2 separate regions of the Mus musculus genome follow, and region 1 is linked to region 2. A link is a contact called in public promoter capture Hi-C data. All regions are on one chromosome and are shown on one strand. Each heading gives the region's core, a stretch centred on a gene start, on an enhancer-like site or on the middle of the called end of the contact. The rest is flanking DNA. Distances are from core to core; before and after follow the strand shown. Region 1 overlaps Antxr2 (anthrax toxin receptor 2). Region 2 holds the start of 4930467D21Rik (RIKEN cDNA 4930467D21 gene).

The links. Promoter capture Hi-C pulls out the DNA fragments that hold promoters and counts their contacts.
Region 1: a contact with region 2 is called in a promoter capture Hi-C map of pre-B cells, with 4 times the contacts expected there. The contact joins the enhancer-like site here to the promoter of 4930467D21Rik in region 2. A contact is called at or near these places in 4 of 39 promoter capture datasets (the C10 cell line, hippocampal neurons and pre-B cells) and 3 of 115 datasets of contacts at active chromatin or transcription factors (acute myeloid leukemia, large pre-B cells and pancreatic cancer cells).

What each region holds. Positions count from the first base shown.
Region 1 is chr5:97,982,218-97,985,743 of GRCm38.p6, reverse strand. The region is part of intron 7 of Antxr2 (anthrax toxin receptor 2); the gene reads left to right. Among named protein-coding and RNA genes, the nearest start is that of Gm34226, 32 kb to the left of the region's middle. Within about 2 kb of position 2,218, at least 27 of the 459 cell types and tissues checked have an H3K27ac peak or open chromatin away from gene starts, as enhancers often do. A contact at or near this core is called in pre-B cells, where this site is marked.
Region 2 is chr5:97,390,308-97,393,856 of GRCm38.p6, reverse strand. 4930467D21Rik (RIKEN cDNA 4930467D21 gene) reads right to left here and starts at 1,440. Exons shown (of 8, transcript NR_045981.1): 1 at 1,350-1,440. Naa11 (N(alpha)-acetyltransferase 11, NatA catalytic subunit) reads left to right here and starts at 1,527. Exons shown (of 2, transcript NM_001033191.2): 1 at 1,527-2,229. The coding sequence starts at 1,560. The coding sequence ends at 2,216.

The sequences.
Region 1 (3,526 bases), core at 969-3,468, 590 kb before region 2:
CTGTGCTGAAGCTTTTTAATTTTTTAGAATCCTATTTGCCAACTTTTGGAGTTCTGTTCTATGCTGTTAGATTATTATTTTTTTTCAGAGAGACCTTGCCTGTGCCTACATCTTTAAGGTTCTTTATTGGTGTTTCCTCTAGCAGTTTCAAGGATTTAGGTATTAAAGTCGATGATTAATTTTGAATTTATGTTTATACAGTGTGAGAGATATGGACTGAACCTCATTCCCATATAGGAATGAATAATAAGGTAGATGCTTGTTTTTTCTATCACCATTTATTGAAGAGTGCCATTTTCCAAAATATATATTTAATATCTTTGTCAAAAATTCGATGGCTACATCCAGCTCTGTAGAATTCTTGTGCTATTCTGGCCTTTTTGCATATTTGTCTTATTTTTCAATGGCATTAGAGTATTGATTTAGTTCCTGTGACACTGTAGTATGTAGGAGTGTTGACATAGAGTGTTGTGATTTTGTGTCTGTGGCACTGTAGTATGTAGGAGTGTTCACATAGAGTGTTGTGATTTTGTGTCTGTGGCACTGTAGTATGTAGGAGTGTTCACATAGAGTGTTGTGATTTTGTGTCTGTGGCACTGTAGTATGTAGGAGTGTTGACATAGAGTGTTGTGATTTAGTTCCTGTGGCACTGTAGTATGTAGGAGTGTTGACATAGAGTGTTGTGATTTTGTGTCTGTGGCACTGTAGTATGTAGGAGTGTTCACATAGGGTGTTGTGATTTTGTGTCTGTGGCACTGTAGTATGTAGGAGTGTTGACATAGAGTGTTGTGATTTTGTGTGTGTGGCACTGTAGTATGTAGGAGTGTTCACATAGAGTGTTGTGATTTTGTGTCTGTGGCACTGTAGTATGTAGGAGTGTTCACATAGAGTATTGTGATTTTGTGTCTGTGGCACTGTAGTATGTAGGAGTGTTCACATAGAGTGTTGTGATTTAGTTCCTGTGGCACTGTAGTATGTAGGAGTGTTCACATAGAGTGTTGTGATTTTGTGTCTGTGGCACTGTAGTATGTAGGAGTGTTGACATAGAGTGTTGTGATTTTGTGTCTGTGGCACTGTAGTATGTAGGAGTGTTCACATGGAGTGTTGTGATTCTGCTACTATTTCTTTGTCCAGTAAGCATTGTTCTGGAGAGTCAGGGATTTTGTACTTCCATAAGAATTTTGGAATTAATTTTTCTAGTTCTACGAAGAATTTTATTGGGATTTTGATGGGGTTTGTATTTAATCTGCAGATTGCCTTTGGCTGGATGGCAGTCTTCACAATGTCTTCTTCTTTCTCTTGAACATGGGAGCCCTGGGAAGTGTCCTCTTCAGTTTCTTTTAGAGCTGTCTTAACATTTTTAACATAGAGGTCTCCACCTCTTTTGTTAGGTTTATTTCCAATATTTTGCTTTCCTTGAAGCTATTGTGAATGTTACATTTTCCTTGTTTCATCCTTGGGAATGTTTTTATTGGCATATAGAAAGGTTGCTGCGTAGTTGATGTTCAGTGGCTACCATGAGACTTTTCTAAAAGTGTTTATAATATCTAAGTGTGTTCTGTTAAATCACTAGGCTCCTTATAACTACAGGATTGTGTCATCTGCAAATAGGGATACCTCATTTTTCTCCTTTCCTGTTTGTATTCCATTTAATGTCTTTCTCTTACAGCTTTGGTAGAGTTAAAACTTATATTGAACAAGAACAGTGAGAATAGACACTCTTGTCTCATTTCTGATATTAGAGAAAATGTTTCCTGTTTTTCCCCATTTAGTATTATATTGTCTATAAAATTATTGTACATAATCTTTAGTATATGTGAGTCTATTTTTTTAATTCCTGTTTTTAAGGGCATTCATTTATCAGGAAGGGAGATGAAGTTTGTCAAAGCCCTTTTTACATCTATTGAGGCATTGCTGTGTTTTTTGTCTTTTAAGTCTCTCTGTGTTGCATTACTTGATTGAACCAATCTTGTATTCCTTACCTGGGGTAAGACCGGCTTGGTCATAATGCATTTGTGATTTTTTTTTTAAAAACAGAATTTACTTTTATTTCATGTATATGAAATGTGTGCCTGCATGCATGTGTGTGTAGCATGTGCATATCTGGTGCCTGCAGGGGCCAGAAGAAGACCTCCTCTTCCCTGGAAGTGGTGTTACGGATGCTTGTGGTCTAGCATGCAGGTGCTGGTAAACCGCATTCTCTCCTAAAACAGAAAGTGCTCTAACAGCCACGGCGAATCGCCGCAGCTTCATATGTGCGATTCCGAATATATTCATGAGAGTGTGATTGTAAGAACTTTGTTAATGTTCACCAGAGAAATTGGTCTACAGACCTCCCTGTTTGTCTGTTTGTCTGTCTGTCAATCTGTCTCTACTCTCTGTGTGTGTATGTACCTGTGTGTGTGTGCACCCATGCATGTGTGTGCACACATGTGCGCATGTGTTTTATGTTTTAATTTAGTTGGTATCAGAGCATTACTGGCTTTGGAGAATGACTTTGGCTCTTTACTTTCTCTCTCTCTTTCTCTTTGTGGAACACTTTTTAGGAGTGTTCTTGGTGTCTTCAATCAGTAGTTGAAGAATTCTGGAGTGTTGAAGGAGTCATGATGCTTTGCCTTTTCATATTTATGGTGTCTGTGTGCTGTGATTGCGTGTACGGCTTCTGGTTGTATTGGAAGATATTCCTGTTGAGTATCATACTTTGAGGGTCTCAAGTTTTTATTTGCACAGTTTCCCTCCTTTGCATAACAGTGCCAGGGGCTGCTCACAGTTAGCTCTGCAGTCTGCTCTGTGTAGACTCTCTCACCCTTCTGAACGCTGCAGTCCATACTGTTCCCTCAGGTAGCTAAATCCACAGGGAGTGGGAAAGGCTACACACTGAGCTCTGAACAAGTAGGAGGCCCTCCTGAATAGTTTATCCTTCTCCCGCCTCCTGGGATGCAGCTGTAGTGTTAGTGGAGCATGGGGGAGATTTAGGATTTAGGTTCTACAGCAATGACTAACAGGTAATTGGTTCCAGTGGTGGGTTGTTCTCATTGAGCTTCTAATCTCCAAGTGACCCAAATTCAGGGTATTCGTAATTAATTAGACCTGCTCCAGGAAACTAAGAGGGGAGGCTACCTCTCTTCCGTACTCCACTTCCTGAGTCTAGCTTTCCTGCTGCGTTCTGTTTTTGGCTTTGGGGCTTCTAGTCCTCCAGCTGTTTACAACTGCATCAAAATCTATACTTACCCTGGGATGGTTGCAGACTAAATTCCAACTCCCTGCCCTGTGACAGTTCCCCATCTTCAGCCCCTAAGGATAGTTTAGTTTCAAAGAGTAGCTTCTTTCTCAAGATGATGTTGGGTCCAGCACCTTCCCTCTGAACCACAAAAGTGCAAGAGTATGCTTCTGTACCACTGGGGACCCATCTGCCCGAGGAATCGCTGTTTCATCAAAACCATCTTGATTTTAAGCCTACACATTTTTTCAGGAGTATCCTAAATGTAGGAATCCAAGTCCCTTTTCACCAGGGCCACAAGCCTCC
Region 2 (3,549 bases), core at 191-2,690:
AGGCCCCCAGCCATGGGAAAAAGACACAGCCTCCCCTAGAATTAGAATAAAAACCAAAGGTGCTTTTTGTATGTGTTCACTCTTCTGAGCACACCCTCTTGCTCAAGGGTTTTGCCTTGTCCAAACCCTTCATGTGGAGGGGTAGTCTCATTCTTTGTAACCTGGCACATATTTCTAAGAAGAATGAAGAAGATTTTTTTTTAATTTGGAAATTTGCTTAGGAATATTTATAACATTTGAAAACCATTACATTCTCCAGTCCAGGTGAATATGTACATAAATATTCAACAACATTCTGTCATGCTTTCCATACTATTCCAAACTGGAAATACCACAAATAGCCATGAACAGTAGAGTTTCCCAGTGAATTGGAAAAAACAAACAAAAAATAAAAACTTAGAAAATGGAATATCAAACGAAATTATAGCAAAGCTTCAGTCTGAACAAGATGGCTGAAACTCACATGTAGTGAATAAAAAAAATACACAAACAAAAAATGAGGACAGTGTGATTTTTATATATGAGACCTACTCGGTAGGACTCCAGAGGATTAGAGAACAGACTACCTATGATGGCATTGACAATCTGGTTTATTTAGTTACATAGGGCTGTTCAGACGTGGACAAACTAAAAGGCTAAAACTGAGTCCAAGAGTCTCTCTTAGGTCAATGGTTAAGAGCACTGGCTCCTCTTCCAGAGGACCTGGGTTCAATTCCCAGAACCATATGGCAGCTCACAACTGTCTGTAACTCCATTTCCAGAGAGGCTCTGCCAGTGCCTGACAAATACAAAAGTGGATGCTCATAGCATTCCATTGGACAGAGCAAAGGGTTCCCCGTGAAGGAGCTAAAGAAAGTACCCAAGGAGCTGAAGGGGTTTGCAGCCTTATAGGAGGAACAACAATATGAACTAACCAGTACCCCACCCCACCCCCAAGCTCCCTGGGACTAAATCACCAACCAAAGAAAACACATGGTGGGACTCATGGCTCTAGCTGTATATGTAGCAATGGGAGGAGAGGTCCTTAGTCCTGTGAAGGCGCGATGCCCCAGTATAATGGAATGCCAGGGCCAGGAAGCGGGAGTGAGTGGGTTGGGGAGCAGTGGGAGGGGAAACCAGGAAAGGGGATAACATTTGAAATGTAAATAACGAAAATATCTAATAAAAAAAAAAAAAAAAAAAAAAAAAAAAAAAAAAAAAAACACCAAAAAAACTGAGTCCAAATAGAAGGCTCATCAAGTTGAGTTCAATCCCTGGGACCCACACGTTGGAAGATAAGATTTCTACAAGTTCTCTGACCTGCACATGTACCACTGCACACACATGCAGGTATGCAATGAGTCCCATACCTTTTAAACCGAGAAGGACTCAGCTCCTCTCGCTCCGCCCTTTCCCAAATGTGAACATACTGAGGCCTGAGAACAGGAAGCCTCACGGGCTGGGACAGCAGACTTCCGGAAGCGCCCTTAGCCCCGCCCCTTCCGCCCGTAGGCCTTCCCGCCACCGGTCTCTGCTCGGCCTGGCCCGCTGAGGTCCATTGCCAAGGCAACGACGCCAGGATGAACATCCGCAATGCCCGGCCCGACGACCTGATGAACATGCAGCACTGCAACCTGCTCTGCCTGCCGGAGAACTACCAGATGAAGTACTACTTCTACCATGGCCTGTCGTGGCCCCAGCTCTCCTACATCGCCGAGGATGAGGACGGCAAGATCGTGGGCTATGTCCTGGCCAAGATGGAGGAGGACCCCGATGATGTTCCCCACGGGCACATCACCTCGCTGGCCGTCAAGCGCTCACACCGGCGCCTCGGCCTGGCCCAGAAGCTCATGGACCAGGCCTCACGGGCGATGATCGAGAACTTCGGCGCCAAGTACGTGTCCCTGCACGTCAGGAAGAGCAACAGGGCGGCCCTGCACCTGTATTCTAACACCCTCAACTTCCAGGTCAGTGAGGTGGAACCCAAGTACTATGCTGATGGTGAAGATGCTTACGCCATGAAGCGGGATCTCTCTCAGATGACTGATGAGCTGAGAAGGCAGCTGGTGCTGAAGAAGAACAGATATGTGGTTCTGGGCTCCGAGGAGACCCAGGGCGGCACACTTCCTGATGCTGGGGAGGCCTGCCTGCCCAAGAACCCCACAAGCAAAGACAGTGGCAGCAGTGACAGCACTGATGTCCAGGACAGCTCAGAGGACTTGGATTCCATCTCCTAGAGCATTTCCTGAGGTATTCTCTTCCTTGGCCCCGCCTCCTCTGTACCCCTTTGAGTCATAGCTTGGCCTGCCCAGTCCCATCTTGTCCCACCCTTTTGTACTTGTGCTAGGTTTCTTCCTGAATGCAGTGAAGGTGTCCACAGTGTTACCCTTGCCGCATTCTTGCTAAAAGGAAGATTTCTTGTTGAAATCCAACAAGTGTTTCTTTTTATAGAAAATAGGATGTGTTGAACGATAGACTATGCAGCCAGCGAAATGCAGAATGGGAATGAAGGGCAATAGGAAATTTGACAGAAGAATGTCCTGGCCTCTCCAGAAAAGAAGTAGTATTTTAAAGAGTATGGGCAGCTGGGGGTGTAGCTCAGTGGTCCTGCTCCTGCTTAGCATGCTGGATTTGGCTATCACTACCACCAAAACAAGCACAAGAATTTTCTAGTAAACTAAAGATAATAGCAACCAAACAACCATGGGGGGGGGGGGTACTGTTGCAATCTTCATTCAAACAAACCAAGACGACATTCTCTAGTCACCCAGTCAAAATTGGGACGTGGACTCTATTCTATTAAGTGTGTTAAATGTAAAATGAAGTAATTATCCTACAAAAATACTTTTTTTTAAGTCAGATTAACTAATATGATGGGTAGAATTTGAATTAATATACACCAGCAAAAATAAAGGGACAAAAAGCAGTTCTGATGAGGAATTCAAATAAGATAAACAGCCTAAAAGGGGAAGGGTTGCAGTGGGGCGCTGAGGCGTGTTTATCTAGCCTGTGAATGGCCCTGGGTTTGATCGTAAGGACTGCAGAAAAGGTCTAAAAATAAAATAAGAACGTCAGCCTTGTAAAAACTGTTGAAGGCGAGAAATGTCTCCTCGTGGGTTCCTTATGCTGTCTTTTCACTCTGGGATTTGTGAAAATTTACACAAAAACTTAGAGCAAAGTATTATACTTGCTAAAAACATTCTAAGAAGCCACTAATGCACACATAGTAGCATATGTCTATAATCCCAGTTCTTATGAGCTAGGAGGATGTTGAGTTTGCAACCATCCTGGGCTAGTGAGATCTTATTTTTGTTTCTTTATTCCTATATCTTTAAGGTAAAAGAAAAGCTGAGCTGGCTCAGGGGCTCCAGGCACTTGCAGCCAAGCCTGGTGGATTAAGTCTCAGTCCCTGGGACCCATGTGGTAGAAAAGAACCAACTCCCAAAAATTGTCTTCTGACCTTGCTACACATGTGCCCACAAGTACACACAAATAATTAAAAACACACACCAACAAGTACCTTTTTAAACGCTACTGTCTTAGTAACAGGCTTAGTCGTACTAATAAAAT